Regions from separate parts of the Mus musculus genome. Here all the other regions are linked to region 1. Evidence: chromatin contacts called from public Hi-C data. All regions are on one chromosome and are shown on one strand. Each heading gives the region's core, a stretch centred on a gene start, on an enhancer-like site or on the middle of the called end of the contact. The rest is flanking DNA. Distances are from core to core; before and after follow the strand shown. Region 1 overlaps Dgkb (diacylglycerol kinase, beta). Region 2 overlaps Scin (scinderin). Region 3 has its middle 39 kb from the start of Gm24434.

What was found. A called contact is a pair of places that touch in the nucleus more often than the background predicts.
Region 2: a contact with region 1 is called in a Hi-C map of the N1E-115 cell line, with 11 times the contacts expected there. The contact joins two enhancer-like sites. A contact is called at or near these places in 1 of 15 datasets of contacts at CTCF or cohesin (pro-B cells) and 19 of 484 Hi-C or Micro-C datasets (the G1E-ER4 cell line, the HPC-7 cell line, the N1E-115 cell line and 12 more).
Region 3: a contact with region 1 is called in a Hi-C map of the N1E-115 cell line, with 7 times the contacts expected there. The contact joins two enhancer-like sites. A contact is called at or near these places in 4 of 484 Hi-C or Micro-C datasets (the N1E-115 cell line, cardiomyocytes, muscle stem cells and 1 more) and 2 of 115 datasets of contacts at active chromatin or transcription factors (astrocytes and large pre-B cells).

What each region holds. Positions count from the first base shown.
Region 1 is chr12:38,135,178-38,138,235 of GRCm38.p6, forward strand. It overlaps Dgkb (diacylglycerol kinase, beta), which reads left to right. Exons shown (of 26, transcript NM_001361686.1): 10 at 1,364-1,481. Among named protein-coding and RNA genes, the nearest start is that of Gm52011, 230 kb to the right of the region's middle. Within about 2 kb of position 1,429, at least 3 of the 459 cell types and tissues checked have an H3K27ac peak or open chromatin away from gene starts, as enhancers often do. A contact at or near this core is called in the N1E-115 cell line, where this site is marked.
Region 2 is chr12:40,066,503-40,069,560 of GRCm38.p6, forward strand. Scin (scinderin) reads right to left here. Exons shown (of 16, transcript NM_001146196.1): 12 at 2,767-2,944; 13 at 2,413-2,534. Among named protein-coding and RNA genes, the nearest start is that of Arl4aos, 30 kb to the left of the region's middle. Within about 2 kb of position 1,444, at least 2 of the 459 cell types and tissues checked have an H3K27ac peak or open chromatin away from gene starts, as enhancers often do. A contact at or near this core is called in the N1E-115 cell line, where this site is marked.
Region 3 is chr12:39,658,773-39,661,830 of GRCm38.p6, forward strand. No RefSeq gene overlaps it. Among named protein-coding and RNA genes, the nearest start is that of Gm24434, 39 kb to the left of the region's middle. Within about 2 kb of position 1,624, at least 2 of the 459 cell types and tissues checked have an H3K27ac peak or open chromatin away from gene starts, as enhancers often do. A contact at or near this core is called in the N1E-115 cell line, where this site is marked.

The sequences.
Region 1 (3,058 bases), core at 179-2,678:
CAGCCCTGGCTAAGAAATAACAGTGAACCTTATTTTTTAAATGGTGAATGAAAATGTTTAAAACCCTGACTCCTGATGTGGTTGCCAAGAGAACTATCACCATTTACTCAGTTGCTTTTGTTGAAACATTCTCATTCCTTTATCCAAAAGACAAACTTGAATATTGCTAAGAAATGGAGAGGGGTCTGAGATTAACCTAAGGTTGTAGGTAAGGGATCAGCTCACTGCAGCTCCCTTGGTACCTGAGAATCTCTGGGCCAGAGACAGTTGGTATATGACTCACAAGATAGCAAGCAATAGGCATTTCACAGCTCAGCTGGGTTGCCTTTTTCTCTTAGCCTGAGATGAAAGAATGTGAGCCTACTAAATGCAACACTTAGTATCAGACCCCAGTTCCAACGGCTTGGGGAACCAAACCTCTCTGTAGGGCAGAAATCTGTGTAGCCTGTTTTTATTAGCATGGGTACCATATAAGCTTGTCCTCTCATCTGGACATCTCCATAGTGCAGGGTCTTCAGTCATCAATTGTATTTCAAATGGCTGCTTGGGACAAAAAACAAGGCAGTGTTTCTGCCATCAAAACTTGCTAAACTTCAAGGGGCCGTTGACAAGTACCTCCTAGGAGGCATGTTCATTAATGTTTCATCTTACGATGCAAATTTGACATTTCTTATTCTAATGTGAGAAGTAGTTACTGTGGATTCATAGATATTATAAATCAGTGTCCTGGCTCTCACTGTGGCTAGAAGCATTATTATTAATATTTTATTATTAATAAAAATAAGATATGAGCTGTGTTATCTTTCTATAGTGCCCCTACACATAAAACATGCAATTACATCACATTTTTCTGTCTTACAAACCTACCCTCACTCTAAATTTTTTGTTTTTTGTTTTTTTGTTTTTTGTTTTTGTTTTTGTTTTTTTTTTTGTTTTTTTTTTTTTTTTGTTTTTTTTTTTTTTTTTGCCCAACACAAATCCACAGTTAAGTCTTTACAAGTTTCAATTTCTTTGTTCATTTGTTTATGGAATTGTGCTAAGCATGAGCTACTCCATGGCCACGAAGGCATGCCCTTGTCTTCACAGGGAGTTCTGTTTGGCGGGTCATCGTGGAGGTTGCTGGGTACATTAGACAAGATCTCATGGGTCACTGTAGCCTGTCAGATTCATTTCAGCGTCTCACCAGGCAAGAGAACACTTTGGTTTTCCTGAAGTCTCTGTGGCACTCTTGTACTGGAGAGAGCCAAGATGAAGGAACAGATTGTCTGCACACGCATCAGTCCTGCCTGAGCTCGATTGGCACTTGCAGAGTCCACTGTTTATTTCATTAAAGTGAAATCTGTTTCTTTCCCGTCTTCTGCAGAATGTGAAGGATGATGGACAGCATGTGTGGCGACTCAAGCACTTTAACAAGCCTGCCTACTGCAATCTCTGCCTGAACATGCTGATTGGCGTGGGGAAGCAGGGCCTCTGCTGCTCCTGTGAGTTCACTGGCTCTGCCTGATGTCATCACCTTGCTTGAAGGGGACACTGAGCTCATGCAGCTCTCCTGTTTGTGTGTCATACCCCAGGCCAAAATGCTTATTGTACATCTTTCCCTGTAGCTGCTCAATGTTCAGGTCACTGGCCAACTTCCTTTCAAAGGAAATAAATGATGTGTTCCAATTCCATGGGTATTTCTTTGTATTGTAGTTTAAATTTTAAGTATTTGTGCTTCTCATTTCTCCTTGGAGTATTTAGACATTTTTCACTGCTTTCTCATATATTCCCCTTATAAGTTAACCATTACAGCTCTCAGTTTTACATATTTATGGAGTACAAAAGTGGGGGGTATGTGGGTGAGTGGGGGTGTGTTCTCATGTCTATGCTTGCTCATGTGTGTGTGTGTTCATAATCTAAGATTAATATCTAGTGACTTTCTCCATTGCTCCCACCTTATATATGGACCCAAATTTTCGTATTGACTTATATCTCAACGACTTTACATTGCATCCTATTGCATCTGGGAGACTCTCTACCTCCAGTACACTGAGGTACTCACAGGTGGTCAATTTTTTAAATGAGTTCTTGAGATCTGAGTTATAGTCATTGGTAGCAAGTGCTTTGCCTGCTGAGTCACCTGCTAAATGCCTCTGGTATGTTACTTTACATAAAGGAAAATCTTCATATGAATATCAATATTGGAATATAAGGCATTATAAGTCATATTCATTTTGATATTTTCTGTTTCCTTGTCTTGCAAGATTTATTTTATTCTTTTTTTCTTTTTTCCATTTATTTTATTTTTATTGGATATTTTATGTATTTACATTTTATTTATTTATTTTTTATTAGATATTTTCTATATATGCATTTCAAATGCTATCCTGAAAGTTCCCTATACCCTCCCTCTGCCCTGCTCCCCTACCCACCCACTCCCACTTCTTGGCCCTGGCATTCCCCTGTACTGGAGCATATAAAGTTTTCAATACCAAGAGGCCTCTCTTCCCAGTGATGGCCGACTAGGCCATCTTCTGCTACATATGCAGCCAGAGCTGTTAGAGATTTGCTAAGAGAGTGTATGTAAATATGTGTGTAAGTTAATTTATAAAATCATCTAGTACTGATTTAATCCATAATATTTTTTACCTAAAATAAAGTTTATATTCTCTGAAATAAGGTTAAGTTCTCCACTGATCCAGCAATTCAGCCACATCAATTTCTGCTATGCAATATGCTTTAAGATTTTTTTCTCCAGGTATATTATTTAACATTAAGAACTATACTTAAGCCAGGTGTGGTGGCACACGCCTTTAATCCCAGCACTCGGGAGGCAGAGGCAGGTGAATTTCTGAGTTCAATGCCAGCCTGGTTTACAAAGTGAGTTCCAGGACAGCCAGGGCTATACAGAGAAACCCTGTCTCAAAAAACCGAATATATATATATATAATGTCATAAATGTATATAATTTATAAATGAATGGGATCTTTTTAAGGTTATATAACATTTATGAAATATCACATAAGAGAAACATTTCTGATGGTCATGTTGGAAGGTCCAGATATACTAGAATAATCTC
Region 2 (3,058 bases), core at 194-2,693, 1.9 Mb after region 1:
TAAAATCTCACCAATATGGTTTCCTGAATGAGACCTGAGTAAGGACAGTACCATTCAACATGCCAACATGGATGGGGACATTTCAGAAGGCCTTGCCCCTATATGAAGAGCAACAGAAAACCAATGGCTGCTGGGAGATGGAAAATAGGATTTCTCCAAGGATGAGCCCCTTCATATCCAATCCCAAGCTGTCCAACTATAATACATGTACATAGGCCTAAATGTACAGCAATAAATGAACTGAATAGGGTGTGTGTGTGAGTATGTACATCCAAGAAGTGTTCATGAACTTGAGAGCGTGCGGGGAGAACATGAATGGCATTGGATGGGGAAGAGGGATAGATAGAAATGACATAGTACTTATGTATGAAAGTTATAAAATGAAATTCTTAAGAATCTAATTTACAGCAATATTAGCAAATAAAACAAATTACATAAGCATGTGTGAACCATGTGCAAAAGAGAAGCTGTTTGGATATGATATAATATTAATAATCAACAAAAGAGACTTTTCATATAGTAAACATAAAGTACAGCAAGTTCAAGGATTCTCTATGGTAGATGGGAAACTGTGGTCCCCAAAATTAATATTTATCACTACCCATCATTATATCTTAAAATTTCAAGTCAAATCATTTGTAAGCTCCAAGTATGTTTTTAATAAATGGACAGTTCCTTTAGCACTTTATTTCTAGTAATGAATCTGGTGAGCACTTAGTTTTGTGTGATGAAAATTAAGTTTTTATTTGCCAGGATGAGAAAGATCTCTCCTTCAACATTCTTCACACAAAAGTCTAGCATGTCTAAGATGGTCAGACTTTTCTGAATAAGTTGAGGTAAATGGCTGGAGCCCAGGATGAAATTTCAGAACCCATTACAAAATCATGTACTGATACAAACTGCATGTTTTTGTTCAGAATCAGGGGGTGGATGGAGGCTGATGCTCACAATGAGGTCACAAGGATAAGGCCCATTGACAACAGCAGTGTACTCAGAAGAGATATAGCAGCTCACTGGGCTATGTAAAGATGCTAGCTAGAAAGGCCCTCTCTAGACAACAGATATGCTGGTGCCTTGAACCTCCCAGGTTCAAGGATGTGAGAAAGCTGTGCTTACTGTTTAAACACTCCAGTCTGCTACATTCATGTAACAACAGCTTAAACTAAGACTTTGTTGTGCAACAATTTCCTCCAGATGAAACATCTCATCTCATTATGGGATGCTCATTATGACTCTGGATGTTGTAAAGGGAGGTGAAACAACCTCTCCTGCATTACATCCATGAAGTAAACATCTGAAAAGCTTCAGGAAGTCCTGAAACTGATTAGATGTGTTAGGCTCCCTCCCTCCCAAAGCATATCTAATCATAATGACTGCTGAGAAATACTCTCAGACTAAGACAAGCTGCTTGGAAGAGACAGTCTCCAATCCACTAAGCCACCTATAGGTTGTGCAGTGACGTCCAGGTTTCCAGTTTTCATGAGACATCACCCATGTAGGAGATGGCTTTTGATGATGCAGCTGCCTTTGAGTCATTCCTATTCCTGAAAGGAACACTAATAAAACTCATTGGTTCACCAAGTTGGACTTTGGTGGTTTCTGTTCATTGGCCTGTCATTGGTTTCCTATCTGGGGCAAGTAGACAGGTTATTCACATCTCCCTAGGAATGGTGTCACACAATAGATATTCACAGTCTCCTACTGTTACTTTTAATTGCCTGAACTATAAAGGACTAGAAAACAAAACATTACAGGCTGGGCTGTGGTGGCGCATGCCTTTAATCCCAGCACTTGGGAGGCAGAGGCAGGTGGCCAGCCTGGTCTACAGAGTGAGTTCCAGAAGAGCCAGGGCTACACAGAGAAACCCTGTCTCAAAAAAAAAAAAAATTACTCTTGGTGTTAGGTAATTTTCAGAGGTGCACAAAGTTCTCTGTGGCTTTGTTCAATGACCTTAATAACCCCGTGTGTGTGTGTGTGTGTGTGTGTGTGTGTGTGTGTGTGTGTGTGTGTGTGTTTATTTGTTTGTTTCATTCAGTCAGCCTGGGAAAAAATCTATTCTTCTGTTTACACTTAGATGAGAAATGATGGCTCTACTCCCCCCGCAACCGCCGCCCCCCCCCCCAGAAACTAAGTACTAAATGAGCAGAACCAGCCATCCGCATTTCACAAAGAAACACTAAATGCTGATACAGATGTGAGATAGATATTTTTAAGGACATTTTGATTTATATACTATAGAGTTTTCTAGATGTTTCTGCATCTGCCATATCATTAGGCCTTAAACTACTTGCACAGAGTAAAGATTGTCACCTACAGTATACAGAGAAGCCAAACCCAGTTGTCCCACATTTGAAAGTTCTTCAAACCAGGACAGGATGCTGTCATTAGGCTCTGTCTAGCTAAGACACTTACAATGAATCTTCCAGTTTTGTTGGAGCAACCATAAAGCCGAGGTGGATGGTCTTCAGCCCGAGTTTCTAGCAATGGTGAAGTCTGGTAGTCTCCCCTCCCTCCAAGAGAGTTCCAGAATTCCTCTACGGAATGCACAATGAGTTACTTAGTACATATTCAGGAGCATATATACTTCATAGGATTTCACATCAATGACAATATTATTTCATCCTAACTAAATGATACCAGATGCCATCAACACTTGCAATTAACAGAAGCATCCTTACACAACTCTAATGATAAGAAAAATGATTTTTTATTGAATGAAGTCAATTAGAACTATGAAAGTGGTGACCTTGGGCCCACAGCACACACCTGGTTCCTTGCCTTCTTGAATTCTTGAAGCTTTGCACTTGAGGACATCAGCCACATACTCTGCTCCTTTCTCCTCCTCCTGGCTAGCACCTTTTCCTATCCAGATGAAGCCATTGTTTCGTGGCAGTTTTAGGACAAAAGTGTCATTAGAATTTAATGAATTTGCATCAACGTCAACCTAGGGTATGAGGGAAAACAATACAATGATTCAAATTTACTACTGAGGCTGTGGGGAGCCATCCAGAGCCTTCTGCCTGGCCCTAATTCAAGGCATAGGTGCAATAGATGCCTA
Region 3 (3,058 bases), core at 374-2,873, 1.5 Mb after region 1:
TTTAACTAATGACCATATGGCTTGTTGCCATCTTGGCTTGTGACCTCATCAGGATAGACACATGACACATGACTTTATCATCACCTTGCTCTTAAGGTGATCTTATGGTCTCCCTTTACTTACCATTATATTCCCTTTTTTAAACTAAGGAGGCAAAACCAGGCTTCCAAGATGGTTTCTCTTAAGAGTGGGTATTACAAAACAAAACAAAACTGTGGCATTTTTTGCTATCTTAGTTAAGCATTAGCTACTAAAAGAAATTGAGTCATAAAAAATAGCCAGGCCCTGTATTCTTACCTTGAAGCCTACAATGAGTATGCAGGCTTTGATAATTATACTTGTAGATGTTTTCTAAGAAAATCTAAAAGTCAATGTTTGCTATAGCTCATTTAATTTAGTTATCTTGCTTTACAAATTATGCCTCTAAAGACTCAATTGATTTTTAAATATACTGATGTTAAGAAATATGCATGCTGGGGTCAGTGTATGATGACCTGGAGACAAAAGGAGTAAAGAGTTGGCCTTCTCCTTCTATGTTAATTCCATCCCTATTACATGTAAATCGTTTGTTACAGATTTATCATGACTGACTGCTTTCATCTTTTATCTGTGGGTTGAATGTATGGAATGAAAATGTAAAAAATTTTTTAAAAGGTTCCATCAATAAGGCTAATTTTAGAAAATTTTATAAAGTGAATCATTTGCACTTGACAAAGCAATCAGTCTTTGAAAGCATACTTTTAAATTAGAAAGGGAAAATCATTTCTTTTCAGGAAAAATAATTATCTCTTTCTGTGGTCTTATATTTACTACATAATCTTGGAATATATATATATATATATATATATATATGTATATATATATATATATATTGATGGTAACAAAATACGTATTAAGAGATGTTTTCAAACACTAGATACAGACATTTAAAGTAATAATCTCCATTTAAATTTTTACCTTACAAATTTTTTCTAATCAATAATTGTATTTTACTTGAAATTCATTCAGTAATTGCTGATATTGCTAATACTTTAAACAAATATGTAATGTTCATATGGTGGTGGTTTGAATAGGAATGGCTCCCATAATTGAAGTATTTGGATGCTTGGTCAATAGGGAGTGGTATTATTAGGGGGTGTGGTCTTGTAGGATTTGATGTGGCCTTGTAGGAGGAAATGTGTCACTGTGGGGTGGGTTTTGTGCTCTAAAAATCTCAAGACCAGGCTTAATAGCTCAGTTACTTCCTATTGCCTTCAGATCCAGATGTAGAATTCAGCTACCTCTCCAGCACCATGTCTACCTACATGCCACTTTGCTTCCCACCATAATGATAACGGTCTAAACCTCTGAAACTGTAAGCTAGCCCCAATGAAATGCTTTCTTTGAAAAGAGTTTCTGTGGTCACTGCGTCTCTTTATAGAAATAGAAACCCTAACAAAGACACTCTGTGAAAGGAGGGAATATCACTTAGACACTTTCTGATCCAAGTCATGCATTGGATGATGATTTTAATTGACCGCTTTTAAAATCTTCCAGGTATTTGTTCCTTATGCAGGAGACTAATGTCACAAACAACTAATTACAATTACTGTGTCCTTCTACAAGACACTTGGACAAGCCAGTTGCGTGCTTGCACTTAACTCTTGTTAATCCTGATGTAAAAGTTATCCTCGTATAACTTTGCTACTTAATGCTCCCAAGGAAAGAAGTTGTACAGTTTATTGCCTCCTGACTTATGATCTAGGTCTTTAACAACTGTTAAGTTTTATCATGGCCCCTTAGAGGCCCTTTTATGAAGAACTCTAACTGCCACTTCCTTTATCGCTTATCAGTCAGCTATGAAGCTGTTGCCAAGAGATCAACACTCCCAAACGCCTGAAAGCACTTTGGCTGATCTCTAAAGGGGACTAATGGGCCATGGGCCATCCATCATCCCTCTTCTTGCCATACTGGACTTCATTTTAGGGACTCAAAAAAAACGAAAACAGCTAGACTGAAGCTATCTTTACATCAATTAACCCATCTCTCTTGTCAGCTCTGATCTGCTTAACATCCTTCAGGACCAGCTGGACTCAATGACTGCTGCAGTGCTCGAAAATTAAAACAGGACTAGACCAGACTGCTGCTAAGGATAGATTTGTGTCCTCCTCAAACAATGTTGCTTCTATGCCTGCAAATGATAATAGATTTGAAATGAGCCATAAAGACTAAGGTTTCTGCATACTCGGGCTCCTCCATTTGATCTCTCTTTCTTTCTTATTATGCTCATACTTATGTTTTTGCCTTCTCTTTCCAATATTTTATTTATTGAACTTCACCCTACACCCACACAAAGTATTCCACTAAAGCTCTTCCAATAGTTTTCACCACACAATAGCTCCATTTGTTCTCAATACAACTGCAAAAAGACCTTTTAAATACAGTGGAGAAACTATAGCTAAAAGGGACCTTCATCACCTTCACCCAGGGCCAATACAATTCTTTATATTAGTCCTCTGTTTCCCTATTTTTCTATAGAACACATGGACAAGCCAGTTTTGCAGTTACATTTAATTCATGTGACTCTTGATGTAAAAATTTTCCTTATGGTTGCTCACAGTCATCCCTTACACAGAGCACAGGGTCCTCAATGAAGGAGCTAGAGAAAGTACCCTAGGAGTTTAAGGGTCTTGCAGCCCCATAGGAAGAACAACAATATGAAGTGACCAGCATCTCCAGAGCTCCCAGGAACTAAGCCACCAACCAAAGAAAACACATACTGGGACTCATGGCTTTAGCTGCGTAAGTAGCAGAGGACTGCCTAGTTGGTCATCAATGGGAGGAGAAGCTCTTGGTCCTGTGAAAGTTCCATGTCCTAGTATAGGTTAATGCTAGGGCCAGGAAGCAGGTATGGGTGGGTTGTTGAGCATGGGGAGGTGGGAGTGGATAGAGGGTTTTGGAGGGGAAAGCTGGAAAAGGGATAACATTTGAAATGTAAATAAAGAAAATATCCAATAAAAAAGAAAGAAATGAAGCATATAATTGAGGTGGTAAGTCCTAGGGCCGTCAGTGGTAAGCT